2 separate regions of the Mus musculus genome follow, and region 2 is linked to region 1. A link is a contact called in public promoter capture Hi-C data. All regions are on one chromosome and are shown on one strand. Each heading gives the region's core, a stretch centred on a gene start, on an enhancer-like site or on the middle of the called end of the contact. The rest is flanking DNA. Distances are from core to core; before and after follow the strand shown.

Region 1 (7,863 bases), core at 2,841-5,340:
CTAATGCACATTTTTTTTTAGTATTAAACTAGCAAATCCTTATTCACAAATGAACTAGTTTTTAAAGTCATATACAACAGTTGAGGAAATAGTTGCTATTTAATATTAAAATAACACACACAAATGGTGGAGGAAAAGGGAGGAGGACTGCTGGGAAGAGACACAAGAGAAATTTCATAGTTACTGCAACTAATTTACATCTTGGTAGGTATTTTTATTGTGTCATGTATAATCTAGCATTATATATATTGGTCAAATTTAGTGAATGCACATTTAAGTTTCCCTCTTAGTAAATTTTGCCTCATAAGGAAAAAAGGATTCATTAAACATGTTGACCTCTTAGTTAATGACAAGCATATTTAACTGTCTAAGAGTAAATTATAATAATGTCTACAACTTAGGTTGAAATATATCAAATTAAAGTAGACTGCTATATGGATAAAAGAATTGATTGATATATGATATGATAAACTACAGTATAATTGATACAAATCTAGGTGAAAGATACATGGATGTTCACTGTATAATTGAACTTCTCTTACCATTTTTCATGGTAAAATATTGAGAAAATTAACACATCTATGAAAGAGCTGAAAACTGCCAGATATGAATGTAAATGGTATAATGGTACTGTAAGTTATGAATTTACAAAGGAAAAATAGGGACATTGCTCAAACACACTGCTTTGGGAGACAGTAGCTCCTTATCACCTCCGTAGGCTTCAAGATTCACAGTCAATATCTAAATGAGGCAGTACAAAATCCTGTAAAATTGTTTTTTTTTCTTGAAATGCATATAACTATGAAAAAGTTCAACTTACAAATTATGTAAAGGGAAACAATAAAGTACAATAATTTAAGCAATTTACTGTAATAAAAGTCATTTGAATGTTGTCTTTGCCTATCTCTCAAAATATTGTATGGCACCACACTGGGTTTTTGGACTGCAGGAAATGAAAGCACAGGTAAAGCAGACTAATAAGCTCTCAAAAGTGAGAATTATTACTAAATTCAAATGCAGAAGAGATTACAGAAGTAGAGCCAGAGCACTAAGCATCAAGGCCTGATCCTGCCAGGAGAGGAATCCAGCTTTCCCTATGCATCCTCTTGACCCACATTCCTCACAAGGTGCTTCCCTGAACCAACCATCTTCCTCAGAAGCAAGGAAGCTATTCTCCCATTCTTGTATGCATCAGCTCTGGCCCTGCAGCAGCTCCTTCCTGCTGTATGAAACAGAGCACACCTTCCCACCTGAGGCTTGACTCTTTGGGGCCTCATACACTGCTAGCTTTTATATAAGGTGAACGTATCGGAAATGCAAACAAGATTCGTTTTCCAGTTAGTATTTTTAAATATCAACCTTCAAAGTTAGAAGCAGGTATAAAAGGAGAGATAATGCTGCATAAAACTGAGGTGAAAATGAGAACATATGTAATCAACATATGTAATCAAGAGTAGGGCCTCAAAATACTCTTTTTCTCCTAACCTTTACCTTTCCTTGGAAAATGCAAAATGTTGCTATAGCTTTTTGTGAGCCTTAGAACTTTCCTTAAGAAGGCAAATGTGGGTGGGGGAGGTTTTTTGGGATTTAGCTCAGTGGTAGAGCACTTGCCTAGCAAGCGCAAGACCCTGGGTTTGGTCCTCAGCTCCCAGGGGTGGATGGGGAGAAAAAAAAGGAAGAAAAAAAAAAAAAGAAGGTAAATGTGAACACATGTTCTTCCATGCGTCCTTTTAAATCTGAAAATCTAATGGTTTTGCTTTCTCATTTTATATTGGTTTGGAATTATACCTTCTAGGAATTTTTTTTTTTTTGTACAACTAGAAATACTTTCGTAGTAGTTTTGTTTCACTAATTACCACAGGTGGTCAACCTGTGACAGCAACGTGTTAATGAGGCTGTAAGTATTTTCTTTTTGATCCTCGGAAGATACTTTTCCATGGCCAGACTATGGCACAGACTGTGAGTATATACATACAACCTCACAGAGTTGTTTATTGGCTTGACAATACACACAGGGACTCCCTAGAAGACCCCTAAAATCGTCAACCTTGCCCTTCGAGTATTATTCACTATTTTGTAAGATTAAAGCAAACAAATAACAAAACAATGACAACCAGTACTTCGACGTTGAAACTCTGCCTTATTCCAGGTCTTAGAGTTTATACATGAAGAATTTATCACATCCGAGTGGAATCTGAGTAAGACTGTTTTTTTCCTCTTGATGCCTGAGGTTGTTAGTGTTGGAAGGAATCCTGGAGATGGTTATTCTAAAGTTACAGAAATGGAAGTGCAGGCAGTTAAAATGATTAGTTCCTAACAGTGCCTGACCCACTCTCCAGATCCCCTAAGTTCCTGGCCCAGTGTCCTTTCCATTTTAAAATCATGCCAAAACAAACGAGTTCAAAATGATTATGTCTATCCATTACCTCAACTACACTGATCTTCAGCCTGCCCCTCTTGATGTCACTTCCTTGTGTGAATGGGTGTACTTTCCCCTTGGTCTTGTTACCTTCACTTTATCACCACACAACACGAGTTCACGCTCCCAAGCTCCCAATTTCTGTCAGCTTCTCCCTTGACTATTTTTGTTCCTCAAGAATACCCAGCATTGTCTCCAAACTGCTTTAACTATCTTTTAACTGTATTCTTTTCAGTCAGTCAACCGCCAGCTATTAAATTTAAACAAATTGAAGGTGAAAGTGATTGTTTTTTTTTTTCAACATAAGGTGCGCACAGACGCGGTAGTGCTTCTTCCTCAGTAAGGATCGGAATAAAAATACTGAATGCTGTGTATTAAATGCAGATGCTTTCTAGAGAAAACCTAGCGACAGTCTTGCTGTTTAGGAAGAAGAGAGCTGTCGTGGGTTTGGTTCGAGGCCAAGAATAAGGTTCGGGAACCGACCTAAAACAAATATGGAGGTGAAAAGGCACAAGGAAGCTCCTTGAATTCACCAGCCAGTGACAGGCTATTTGGTGTCAGTTTCTAAGAACCAGGGCACCAGGGAGGCAATGGACAATGAGAGGGCAGGTGAGGCACAGGGGATCGCGCCCAGGAAACACTCAACAAGTCTGGAAGATGAAGGATGCTCTGAGATCGAAGATTGCTACCATGAGACTGCCGCTGGCCTCTGCACGACCATCCCCTTTCCCAGGACTGACCGTCACCGGCTCTCGCCGGCTGGGGGACAGCCTTTCGCTCTCCTACCTGCCTCGACGTTCGCCCGGATCAGGGCGTCTACTCAGGACCATGCTGGGAGCCAGCCGGCGCCTCCACCCCGGACCCGCTTCCCGGTCCCCGCCGGCTTCCATGAGGAAGGCGACGTCGGGCCTGTCCGGTCGAACCCGCCTTCGAACGTGGGCGTCAGGATGGCCGCCGAGCCGGCGAGGGCGCAGCCCGGAACCTTCGCCTCGGCCCGGAGCCCGGTGCGCAGCACAGCTCGCGGTTCAGCCCAGGCGGCGGCCAGGCGCGAGGCGGGCTCGAGCCGAGGTGATGGGGAAAGGGGGCGGGCGCGCCATCATGAAGGGAAAATGGTGGGCGGGCGGGCCCGCGCGCGCGGCCGCCGTACTCACCCGGGCGGGCCAGTGCGGGTAGCCCTTCATCTTGGCGAAGACCAGGTCTCCCGCTTTGTACTCGCGGGGCCGCGGACGCGCCATCCCGGTCGTTCTCCTGCTCGCCGGTCCTTGGCCGCCGCGAAGATGCTGGGAGGCCGCCCCTCCGCGGGACGACGGAACCGCGCCGCGCTCCCCGCGGGGCCTCGAGCCGAACGCTCGAGCGGCCGCTCCGACGAGGGAGAGCGGCGAGGCAGTGGCCGAGGCGAGCGGTGGGCGGGGGGCACCGCAGGCCCCGCAGATCCCCGCCCGGCTGCGGGGGATGGGAGCCCGCGTCCGGCCGCGCCGAGTCCCGACGCCGCCGCTACCGCCGCGCGCTGCTCACAGGAGCCGCGTCGCCAGCCTCATGCAGCCGCCGCCTCCCCGCCGAGCTTCTGGGTTCCGTGCGAGCTCCGGGCCTCGCGCCTCCTCCGAATTCCTCCTCGGGCAGCGACCGCAAACACGATCTTATTATTGTTCTCGCGCGCGCTCAGCATTCCCCCCCTCCACCCCTCGCCCGCCCCGCTTCCCTCCCCTCGCGCGCCGGCCGGTTAATTCCTAGGTGCACGGCCGGCTTTCTCGGAGAAACCGCGCGCGCCGCCTGGCTTGCTCCGCGGGCTGCTGGTGGGCGCGTCCTCCCGCAGCAGCGAAGCCGGTGCCCCGCGGGTGGGAGCGCCTACTCCAAAGACGCCCGCCGCCTGCTCTCTTTTGTTCTTGGCCGGGAGCTGCCTGGTGAAGCCCAGCCAATCACCACCCGGCCGCCCCTCTTTCCCCTCCTGCTCGCGCCCACCCCCTGCGGACTGCACCCCCTTTCTGACTGCCCCCTACCCGTGGGCCACTTCCTCGGGTGCTCTCTGGTGAGTTGGGGGAGAGGGGGGACAAAGGCTTCCCAGGCATGGGGGATAGCTGCGCAGGGGACTCGCTGCCTGGTCAGTAGGTACCTGGAAAGAACAAGGGCAAGGTTCTTGCCCCAGGTCTGCCTTAATGATGCAGTGTGACCCACCTAGGGCAAGCGACTTCACTGGAGTCAAGGCCAGTCCTCACCGACAGGATGGCACAGTCGGGCTTTGAACATGGATCTATATGGTTCAGTGCCCATAGCCTAAGTTATGCTTCTCTGTGTGGGGCCTTCATGGGCCAATAATTTTGGGGCAAAGGACTTACCCTGACAAGTCAAATCAGTTGTTTTCAATTCTGGTAACATACTGGAGAGCAGCTTCTAGAGATTTCTTTATACAGGTTAGTAAGTCTACGACAAACGTGTGCATTCACCATTGTTTTATTTGGATTTCAGCTGACTGCTTTCAAAAAGACATTTTGGGAGTGAGAATCTTTATAGCATTCTCCTTTGTGAGAGGTAAATAAAATAATTCACTCTTTTCTGCATCTGCTCGATGAATGGATGAATGCGCCCTGTGGAAGATCCCTGTGATCTTGCCTTCTTTAAAAGGTCCTCTGGTGCTGCACCTAGTTGGGAAGACAGCTCTCCTTTGTGAATTGCCCTCTTTGCCATTTCTCCCCTCTGTAGAAAGTGGGTTTTCCAAGCATCTGCCCCACTCACTTGTGCTTGAGAGCTGTGCTTACCGCAGCCTCTCCGTGATGGGTTTCCAGTGGCCGGCTGTAGAGTCTGGAGACATTCCGAGGAGCGTTTACTTTGTTCACAGTACTTGGCTGTTTCTTTTTTTGCATCTCTTAATTCTCCAGCACCCACCCCTCACCTTCCCTATAGGCTCACCTTGTCCTCTCTTGCGCTGCAAAATTAGTCTAGGTTTTTTCCCCCGGCTGTGATAGCCCGAGAACGAGCTTGTCACGTCTACAAGTCATATCACACACATCCTAGGTGCCATGTCAAAGCCGCATCTCTTGACAGGCCACCAGAGCCCTAACTGTCCAAAGCTGGAATGGCCGAGGCTGCCTGTGGGCTCTGGGCGGTCATGAGTAGGGGAGAGAATCAGTGTGGAAGCCATGCAAGGAAGTTAAGCTGGAAGTGATCATAATTGTGTTAAAGAGTACTCAGGTGGCCAGAAGAGAGGTTGATCTGAGGGTGCGGGGCTGGAGCGGGGTTTTCACTAAGAGAGAGAAGACGTGGTCTCAGCCATCTTGCTAACTCACAAGTGGCAAGTAGTAGGAAGAATGGTGACTAAAATATGGTTCCTTTGTTTCCAGATTAAGTAACGGGATCTTTAGCATCTGGAAAGGCCAGGCAGTCTGTGAAGAACAGGCAGGTTTGCAAGATAGGGCCTGGCCCTGAGTGAGTTTTTGATGTGTTGAGATTTCTGTAGGTCATATTTAGTGGGCTGTTGGTTAATGTAGAAATTTGAATGATGTCAGTATACGAGTGGCTATTGAAGCTCTGGCAGAGCCCGAGGTCTGTAGAATGAGAGAAGCGACAGACAGGTCACCAGAAGACACTTGGAGACAGGTCACCAGTGTAGTTCAACATAGAGGAGAACCGTCCTGGGAGCCAGAGAGTTAGAGCATCTCTAGATGAAAGGAAAGGTCTCAGTAGATGGCACAGAGAATGAGTGAGCTGTTAAGGAGACGGCCCATTCATTATGCTGACTGGGAAGTCCCTGGTGAGCTTGTTGGGAATGAAGAGTTGTGGAAAGAAACCAGAGCGGAGACTTGAGGTGCGTCAGAGGCACAACTGTGGAAGCAGGAAGTGCAGACGGCTCTCATTCTCACCAGCGGAGAGAAGTCCTCGAGGAGGCAGGGAGAGGGCTAAGGTTTAGTGTGGCTTCGTTATTTGTAGAAAGGGGAAAGAGCTAGCCAGACTGTCAGAGGGAGGCTAAAGGGGACCATTGACAGGACTTGGGTTATTCTGAGAAGGTGGACATTTCTCCCAACCTTCGTCTCTTGTTTCCAATTGAGCTTGGCCTTACTGCTCAGCGCATAGTATTGGCCCAACTCTTGTGCCCTAACCCAGCCAGACTTAGTAACACAGAAACAGGGAATCCCCATCTGTGTTGATTTGGATGATCATCAGGGCCACCGCACGCCTGGCTAAGAGCCTGTCTGTCTGTCTGCAGCCAGGTTGGATGCAGACCACTGTCCTGCTGAAGCTCTGACTGGTTTCTCCAAAGGACTGATGCTGTGGAAACTCCAGAACAATGCTCTATTCAACTATCTAGCAGATAATATGAAACCCTTTAGAGGTATCATTAGGACCATACAAAAAAACCTGATGTATTTATTTATTCTGTGTGGTCCCAGAAGTTGGTCTGTTTGTTACATTAGCACTTGAGAGGCAGAGGCAGGAGAGTCAAAACTTTAAAGCCAGCTCAGGTACAAAATGAGTGTGCATCCAATCTGGGTTATATGAGACCATATCTAAAAAAACAAAAACAAAAAATATTAATTTTATTTCTAAAACTTGGAGGGAAATCCATTTAAAAATGTAATACTATCTATATTCTTTGATTACTTTTAAATTTAGTATTCTTAAATCCCCTGGGCTAATAATTTCTCTGCCTCTGGCTCCATGATTTACTTTCGCAAATCTTTATTTCATTCATCTCCATCCATGTATTTGGAGCTGATCCTGCTTTTACCTTCTCCTTCATATCTTAAGCTAGCATCCAGTAAAGTTCCAGTAGTTCCTTCGCATCCTGCCCTTAAATTTGCCCATTCCAATCGCCAGAAATCTATTTCTTTGCCTGAAATTATGTGTGAAGTAGAATATATAGAGATAATTATATAAAATTATATAAATGTAATTATATATTACACATTTTATAATTATATAACATATATAATATTATGTGTCGCATATATAAATTGTATATATTACTATATATTTATGTATATATTTGTATATAAATATAATGACATATGTATATATAAATAAAATTTAGACAGTGCTGAGCACACAGTAACTGCTCTTTAATTGTTAACATGGACTGGAAAGGGAGTCTGGGAAAGCTGAGCCTAATCCAACACGCACAGTGCATCAGGCCATTTCCACTGATTTTGCTACTTGAAGCATCTCTTAAATGTCTGCCACTCATCCCCAGGTCTTATCCTCCTTCAGAAATAATTGGCTTGTCCACACTGACATCTTGAAAGTCATAGCAAACTGCCTGAGAGAACCCCCTCATCAAGTGTGAATTGGAAGCAGTGTTAAATGGACGGAAGGCCCTGAAAAGCCTACGTGGGCTAGGATGGGGAGAGGTTAGGGGCTGGCAGTATTAGCATCTGAGCATTGGAGTAGGGGTGGGTAACATAAGAAACCACACTGAGGCGACCAAGCAGATAAGCAGAGGATGCTCTCATAAT
Region 2 (7,863 bases), core at 4,982-7,481, 310 kb after region 1:
TATTTCACATTTCCTAGTTTTCAGTATTATCTCAAATCTATAAAACACTGTCTATGTTAAAGGAGCTACCTATGTCAAAGACTGGCTAATGTGCATTTTTATATAAAATGAAGGTTCTTGGGGCCATGGAGCTGGCTCAGCAGGGAAGCACCCTCACCGCACAGTTGTGACAACTCAGGTTCCATCCCTAGAATTCACTGGAAGGCGAGAATTGACTCCCTCAATGTCATCTGACTTCCAGTGAACTTAGAATCCCTTCCGGAAATAAGCCCACACCAGGCCTGAGGACAACCTCACTTGGTGTCAGGCAAGACAGTCAGGGACTGGATGCATGGTTCAGAGCAGCCTCAGCAGAGGGGCTGAAGCCAGACTTCTTTCCGCTTCTCATCTCTTGGTGGTCCGCTGGGCTGGTTCCTTCAGTATCTTCCTAAGGAACAGTGACTTAAGCTTTGTCACTTATATTTTTAGTTCACCTAAAAATCCCAAACTGTCCTGAGGTTCTGGGCTTCAGGGAAGTGCAGAGGGAAGTGCAGAGACACGGCTCCCGTGTGTGTGTGTGTGTGTGTGTGTGTGTGTGTGTGTGTGTGTGTGTGTGTGTGTGTGTGTGAGAGAGAGAGAGAGAGAGAGAGAGAGAGAGAGAGAGAGAAAACGAGAACACAGTCTGAGATGTGGGAACCTGAACCTGATATTCCCTGACACCCAAGCATCTAGTTACCACTAGAAAACCACACAGAGCCATCGGGAGCAAAGTGTCAGGGGTCCACGGCCGGGACTGTTGGGGGCCTGAGGGCTCAGTATGGGGGCCGGGTCTAGTCTGGAAGGGCAGAGAGGCCTTCTATGGGAGTGTTAGGCAGCATCTCTGTAGGCAAAGGTCTTCTCCATGCTACCCCTTGGCGGTGGTAGATGAAAGAGACAGTCCTTAGTTCCAAACTGTTTACTGGTTGTTCATCAGGAAAATGGATGCGTACCCACTTCTCAGGGTGAACCAGAGATTAAATACCTTTTGCAGGAAGGAGGATGTCTGGAAAGGGAAGCTTATTGGCTAAACTCTCAGGGCCTCTAGGTACCTCATTAGCATGGAGAACTCTGTTTGGGGCTATATGACAGACAGGGGGAGTGTGGCACACACCTTTCCAGGCCAGGAGTCTGGCAGGGAGCTGGGAGCCGCCTACCATCTCAGGTGTGTACCTGAGTTTCCAGGGACTCAGACCCCCTCTACCTTACCAAGTTTCCTGGCAAGGTCTTCTATCCCACAAGCCTCCGTGCCTTAGTCAGCTGTTTTTTTCTGGAAAGTCCTAAGCAGCGGTTCTCAATCTGGGTTGTGACCTCTTTGGGGGAGTGTCAAATGACCCTTTCACAGGGGTCACCTAAGGTCATTGGAAAAGACAGATATTTACATCATGATTTATAACAATAGCAAGATTACAGTTATGAAGTAGCAACATAAACAGTTTTATGGCTGGGCTCACCACAGCCCGGGGAGGAACTGTATTAAGGGGGCACAGCACTAGGAAGGTTGAGAACCACTGAGCCTAAGCTTCCTTGTGGATACTTTTTTCTTTTACCTGGTTTCCTTCAGATTTCTGGGATTTCAGGTTGCCATTAGACTGGAGGGCTCTGCTGAGATAGATGTGTGGGTGGCTGGGGCAGGTTTTGTCTTTTGCCTAGGTGTGTTTTTTCTTGACCTTGGGTATGTGTGGTGACTGGATCAGTGGGAGCAGCAGGAAGCCACCAAGAAAGGCTTCACTCTGGGACTGCAGCACTTTCCTCTTGGGGGACAGCAGAGTTTTCTCCTGTTGGAATGTTTGGAGAAACCTGAAGCTTCTCTCTGATCCTGATCTTACTCTAGGCCCACTCATCACAAGGGGAGTCCACCCAGACATGAGTGCAGGCTGCAAGCTCCCACAAGCACTCCCAGAGGTCGGCTGCTTGATGGATCTGATGGTGTCTGTTGTTTGGTGTGAGACACTGGTCTGTACTTCCCGTACTCGAAGTGGGAACTGCTGTCGCCAGTTTGCACATCAGGAACTGAAGATGCAGAGCGCTTTGATAATTTCCCCAGACTCAGATCTCTGTTTGTCAGTGGAGCAGGGAGTAGAACCCAGATGCTGTAACTGCAGAATTTGCCTCTGGATGTAGTAGAGATGTGGTTAACAGAATGGGAGTGGGTAATCAGTCCCTTTGTCCTTCTTTCATTTATTGATCTGTTTGCATGTGCCTATACGTGTGTGTATGTGTGTGTGGTGGTGTGTGTGCATGTATGTGTGTTCACAGGAGTGCTCCGTGCATGTGCCATTGCTCAGTGCTGGACCTCGCCTTCCTCCTTGTTTGATACAGTGTCTCACTTGTTAATTGTTGTGTTCACAGCCTGGCGGGCCTGCACACTTCCAGTTATTCTCTTGTCTCTGCCTCCCATCTCCTGGTGGGGGGTGTGCGCGGTTAGACTCTTGCTCTACTGTTTTTGGCTTATACATGGTTGTGGGATCTGAACTCAGATTGTCAGGTTTGTACAGCGGGTGGTTTAAACACGGAGCTATCTCTTCAGCCCACATGTGATTTTTTTAAAATGATGCCCATATTGTGCTTTGGGGATCACTCCTGTTCTTTTGATGTTTACATAATTTAGGCTTGGAATTCCCCTGTATTTGCTTTGATCTAGGGAGCAGTTTTCTACCACTTCTATATTGGTGATAATTTTCTCCCCTCTCTGATCCCATCTGCTTTCCATCTTCTAGGAAGCTCACACCTTTCCTGGATTGCTGCTGGCACCTTTCCTGGTTTCCAGCCCTGTTATGGGTGTGTCCGCTGCCTCCACATATAAGACATTTATTTAAAGACACCTGGTGGAGCTGAGAAGGATGGAGGCTGTCCACCAGCTTGGCTGGTTTGTGTGGTGTTTACTTGCTATCTGCAGTTCCTTTACTCGTGGCAGGGTTGCTTCTTTTCTCTTGTCCTGCTGTGATGGTGACGAAGCCCAAAGCAGGCATCATGGCTCAGGGTACACAGCAGAGGCATTACAGCCCCTGAGATTTCTTTTTCTTAGAAAAGATGAAAGTCCTTATTGTGCTAGTATGAGTCTGCTGATCATAGATGACCCACTCTGGATTGTCAGGCAATGTCTCATGTCTACTGTTGAGATGGTAGGAAGATTCGGACCACCATTGCTTGTTTTATACAGGTCTAGACCAGTGATTCTCAACCTTTAATACAGTTGTGACCCTTTAATACAGTTGGGGTGACCCCCCCAACCATAAAATTATTTTGTTTCTACTTCATAAGTGTAATTTTGCTACTGTTATGAATCACAATATAAATAACTGATATGCAGGATATTTGCTATGCAACCCCTATAAGGGTTGCAACCCACAGGTTGAGAGCCATTGCTCTAGACAAATAAATCAGAAAGAATACATTGTATGTAAATGTTAAAACCATTGAGTGCTGAATTGCATCGAGAGATAGGCAGGCGTATTTACATGCCCACAGGGAGTGAGTGGCATCTATTAATATATATCCTGATATATTTGAATGAATGACATGTCCATGTAACCTGTTCACGGTATAGGTATTAAGGGTTAGGGATATGAAGCAGCTGGAGCCATGCAAGGAGGAAGACCCGATTTCAGCTCCCTGGCATCCACATAAAACTCAGCTTGGTGGCACATACCTATAACCTCAGTCCTGGGGAGGTGAAACAAGGAGGGTCCCTGGGGCTTGCCAGCAGAAACATCCAGATCCTGGGAGAGGCCTCGTCTAAGAAATAACGAGGAAAGTGATTGAAGAAGACCCTTGTCATTGGCCTGTGACTGCCACACGCATGTACATACAAAGATGTAAGTAATACCAGCACCAAGAAGGCTCCCTTAAGGCCATAGCAACATTTATTTCGACCACTACATTTTAGTATATTCTATTAAAGATTTTATGGCTTGATTGGTTTGCTTGCATTTGTGCATCTGTACCATATGCAAGCTCAGTACTCTGGAAGACTAGAGGTGGTGTTAGATCCCCTGGAACTAGAGGTAGAGGTGATAGTAAGCTACTATGCAGGGTCTGGAAATCAAACCCAGGCCCTCTGCAAGAGCAGCTAGTGCCTCAACCTCTGAGCCACCTCTCCAGCCCTGTAGATTTAGTGTATTCTACTTTTGACTTACGTGACTAGAATAACATAGCATGTTCTCCTTTATTTCTGGACTTTATGTCATTAGATTCACAGAGCATAAGAGTCACGGTCTTAGAGTTTAAGTTAACACCATGAGCCAAGCCTGCAGGAGGAAAGTGTTGCTTTACGTTTACAATTCCACAAGGCAGAAAGTAAAGCAGGGCAAGGAGGTGGGAGGCAGGGACTGGTGCAGAGACCATGGAGGAGTGCTGCTTACTGGCTTGCTCCTCATTTCTTGCGCTGACCTGCTTTCTTATGGCACCCAGGACCACCAGGCCAGCTGGGAGTTCACCTGCAATGGAATGGACCCTCCAATATCAATTATCAGTCAAGATAATGCCTTAGGGGCTTGTCTTCAGGCCAATACTATAGAGGCATTTTTTTTTTTAAGTGAGATTTTTTTTCTTCTCACATGAGCCTAGCTTATGTCAGGTTGACATAACAACTAGCTAGCAAACTTGACCACGTGTCAACAACACAGCAACATATCATTAAGTCATAGCCTCTTTTCTTGCTTATACTCCAAATCTTTTTATTAATATCAGTATCACAGCATGAAACATTTGGAAGCATGAAATTTCCACAGTTTCAACTCTTTTAAGGTCCAGTCTTTAAAAAAAAAATCCAAAGTCTCTTTCATTTCTCTAAAGTATCCAAAATCTTGGCAAAATGTCTGTCTCTTAACTGTGGGCTCCTATAAAACATAAGTTAAACACCATCTTACTCCATAAGGGAACAAGGTCACAGTCACAGTCAAGTCAAATCAACCCAAAACGTAACAGTGTTAGAAGTTCAGTGTTTGATGTCTGGGACCCACTCCGGGACTCTGGGGGGACCCAGTAGCTAGCTGTGCTCATCTGGCCTGCCCTTCAAAGCTCTGTCTCATAGATTCAGGGTGGAACCCTTCCATGGCTGCTGCTGTCCTATGCTATTAGCGTATCCAAAATGCTGGGGTCTCCTGCTGCAACTGAGGTTTCACCTTCACCAATGGCCTCTCTTCAAGGACTCCAGGATGCCACACAGTACCAGCCCTCAGATTTTTTTTTCCATAACCACTTCATATATTCAAAACTCGTACCACCTGGGTGGCTCCTGCACTACCAGGTCTGCCTGCCAGCATGAGATGCAGCCTCTCCCCTTTCTGGACTACAGTTTCTGGGCTGACCCTGATGTAGCACACACATCTCAGGGGATTTTAAATACTCATTGATGCTGGCCCCTTAATCAAAGCAGATTCTTCAGCTCCAGCTGACCATTATCAGTTGTCCCAGCAAAGCCAAAGTTTTACTCCAGTGGTTCTGGTCTCTGGTTAATCACAGCAGATTTTTCAGTTCCAGGTGACCAGACACCACAGATTTTTGAATTCAAAATATCGAATGGCCCTGATAGAGCCTTTAAGGGACCCTCAAACTTCTATGTGAACTGTCACAAGCCAAACCTCCAACATCTGCATCTCTCACCCTTCCTCTCTTCCTGCATCCCACCCAGAACATCACACAGGGCTCTGAGCACTTAACAGCTTTGTAGCCCAAAGTTCAAAGGCCACCACAGCCCACCTAAAAACACAAGGTCATGTCTGTTACTAAAAACACAAGGTCATGTCTGTTACGGTGATACCTCGTGACTTGGAACCAATTTCTGGCTTTTATTGCTGTGATAAAACACCGTGATCAAAATCAATTTGGGGAAGAGAGGGTTTATTTCAGCTTATAGTTGTAGATCACACTCCAACACTGAGGGGAGTCGGGAAGGAAATCAAACAAGGGAGGAATTCAAATGCAGATGATGCAGCCTTGGACTGGTGCGGTTACTGGCTTGCTCCCATGGCTTGCTAAGCCTGATTCCTTGTAGCATCCAGGACCACCAGCCTAGGGGTGGCATTGCCCATAGTGAGCCAGGCTTTCCCATACCAATTATCAAGTAAAACAAACTTCAGGCTTGCCTACGGGCCAATACTATGCAGGCGTTTTCTTGATTGATTCCCTCTTCCCACATGACCCTAGCTTGTGTCAAGTCGACATAAAAACCAGGCAGCACAATAAGCACTCTTGATTAGACTTTTGCCCGAGATGGTCTGCCGTTGCCCGAGGCACTGTGTCTTCTCGTTTCTATAGCATGTTGTGTTGCAGACATAGCAACTGTACTTTTGCTTGTTTACTGTTTCTGGTTTTTTGCTGTTTTGAACAATGCTGCTTGTATATGAATTTCAGTGTACTCTCGTAGGAATTTCTGCCTGGTGAATACCTAAGAGGGGAATTTCTGAATCATAGGGCGTAGTGATTTCTATATTCATCTTCAGTAGATGCTGCCAAACTGTTTCCCAAAACCATTCAGGCAGCGTGGACTCTAGAGTAGCACATGTGTATTCCAATTGCTCCATCAATCTTGGGAAACACTTGTACTAACATTCATGTTTTGAGATGATTTTAGTTATTCTGATAGCAGTATAGTATGGCATCACGGTCTGATTTGTATTTCCACGATAATAATAATGGTGAGATATTTTCATATGCTTATTCGGCCATTTGGATATTGTCTTAGTACCTGGGACGTTCCAACAAAAATACCAAACACTGGGCGATTTAAACAGACATCTGTTTCTCAGAGTTCTGTGGACTGTTCTGGCCAGGGTCTGCCTTGGTTCACAGATGGGCAGCTCCAGTGTGCTTCTGTAGATGGAGAGGAGAGGACTAACCTTGACCCATGCATCCCGCAAGACTTAGTAGGACACTTCTAGTATGTATGACACATTGGCCATCAGAGATTCAGTGTATGAATTTTGAGGAGACACACCCTCACTTTCCAGCCTCTTTACTATGGCATCTCATGGACAATCCTAAGCTCCAGTCTTTGTCTCTGGATGGCTGTGACAGCGGGAAAATCTCCACCCACATCCTTAGCCTTCATCCCTGACCCTGTGCTGTGTTCTGTAATTCTTGTCTCTGGACCAGTGAGGACTTACCTCAAGCACCAGGAGAAAACGGAACAGCCTGCCAGGGCCACTTCTTTATGCTTTTTGTTTTTTTTCCCCCCAGAAATTTGGCCTCTTAGAACCTGGTTTCCTTGGTTACAGTGTGCTCTGATTTTTCCCTTGCTGAGGGAGAGATGGCTGCTTATTCCAGACTGGAGCTTTCTGCTCCCGCGCTCCACCCTGAGTTACAAGACAGAAAATTGACCCGAATGAAGGAGTACCTGCACTGCTTCTCCACCCTCACTCCGAGAAGTTTCACCCGGTCTATTCCCGACCATCAGCCCCCACCTTGCTGGTGCCTCTCGCCCACACACACCCTTTGCTCATCTTCCCCTGTTGCTGCTGAATTGAATCTTGCTGTATTCTCTGAGCTGATGGAAGCAGCACGTGGCAGCTAAATGGCAGAAAGAAAAGACAGAGGAGCCTGTAGGGAGAGTGAACCCCTTTGGGGAGCCTGAGGCTTCTCTCCAGAGCACTGCTCCTCAGAGAGTTGTCTTTACCTCAAACATCAAACATGGCCAACAAGCCCAGCCCACTTGCCCCTGGGATGTCTTGAAGTACCCATTAGCTTTTTAAAGCTCCAGAACTCGCTTTTGTAAGAAATCTTTGTAACTTTTGTTTTCCATGTCTTTCTAAGTTTATGTAGCCAGAGCTTTCCCCAAAACCTCCTCCCATAGGGCGACAGTTTTATGGTTTTAGACACACAATTTCCAATGTTCAAAAGCCTCAT

The links. Promoter capture Hi-C pulls out the DNA fragments that hold promoters and counts their contacts.
Region 2: a contact with region 1 is called in a promoter capture Hi-C map of embryonic stem cells, with 7 read pairs. The contact joins the enhancer-like site here to the promoter of Hdgfl3 in region 1. A contact is called at or near these places in 1 of 39 promoter capture datasets (embryonic stem cells), 1 of 484 Hi-C or Micro-C datasets (embryonic stem cells), 12 of 115 datasets of contacts at active chromatin or transcription factors (T-cell acute lymphoblastic leukemia, embryonic basal ganglia, embryonic forebrain and 7 more) and 1 of 9 other capture datasets (adipose tissue).

Annotation. Positions count from the first base shown.
Region 1 is chr7:81,930,369-81,938,231 of GRCm38.p6, forward strand. Hdgfl3 (HDGF like 3) reads right to left here and starts at 4,091. Exons shown (of 6, transcript NM_013886.4): 1 at 3,571-4,091. The coding sequence starts at 3,654.
Region 2 is chr7:82,242,065-82,249,927 of GRCm38.p6, forward strand. The region is part of intron 1 of Sh3gl3 (SH3-domain GRB2-like 3); the gene reads left to right. Gm32903 (a long non-coding RNA gene) reads right to left here. Exons shown (of 7, transcript XR_003946814.1): 3 at 7,450-7,527; 4 at 3,668-3,753. Among named protein-coding and RNA genes, the nearest start is that of Gm32903, 9.9 kb to the right of the region's middle. Within about 2 kb of position 6,232, at least 25 of the 459 cell types and tissues checked have an H3K27ac peak or open chromatin away from gene starts, as enhancers often do. A contact at or near this core is called in embryonic stem cells, where this site is marked.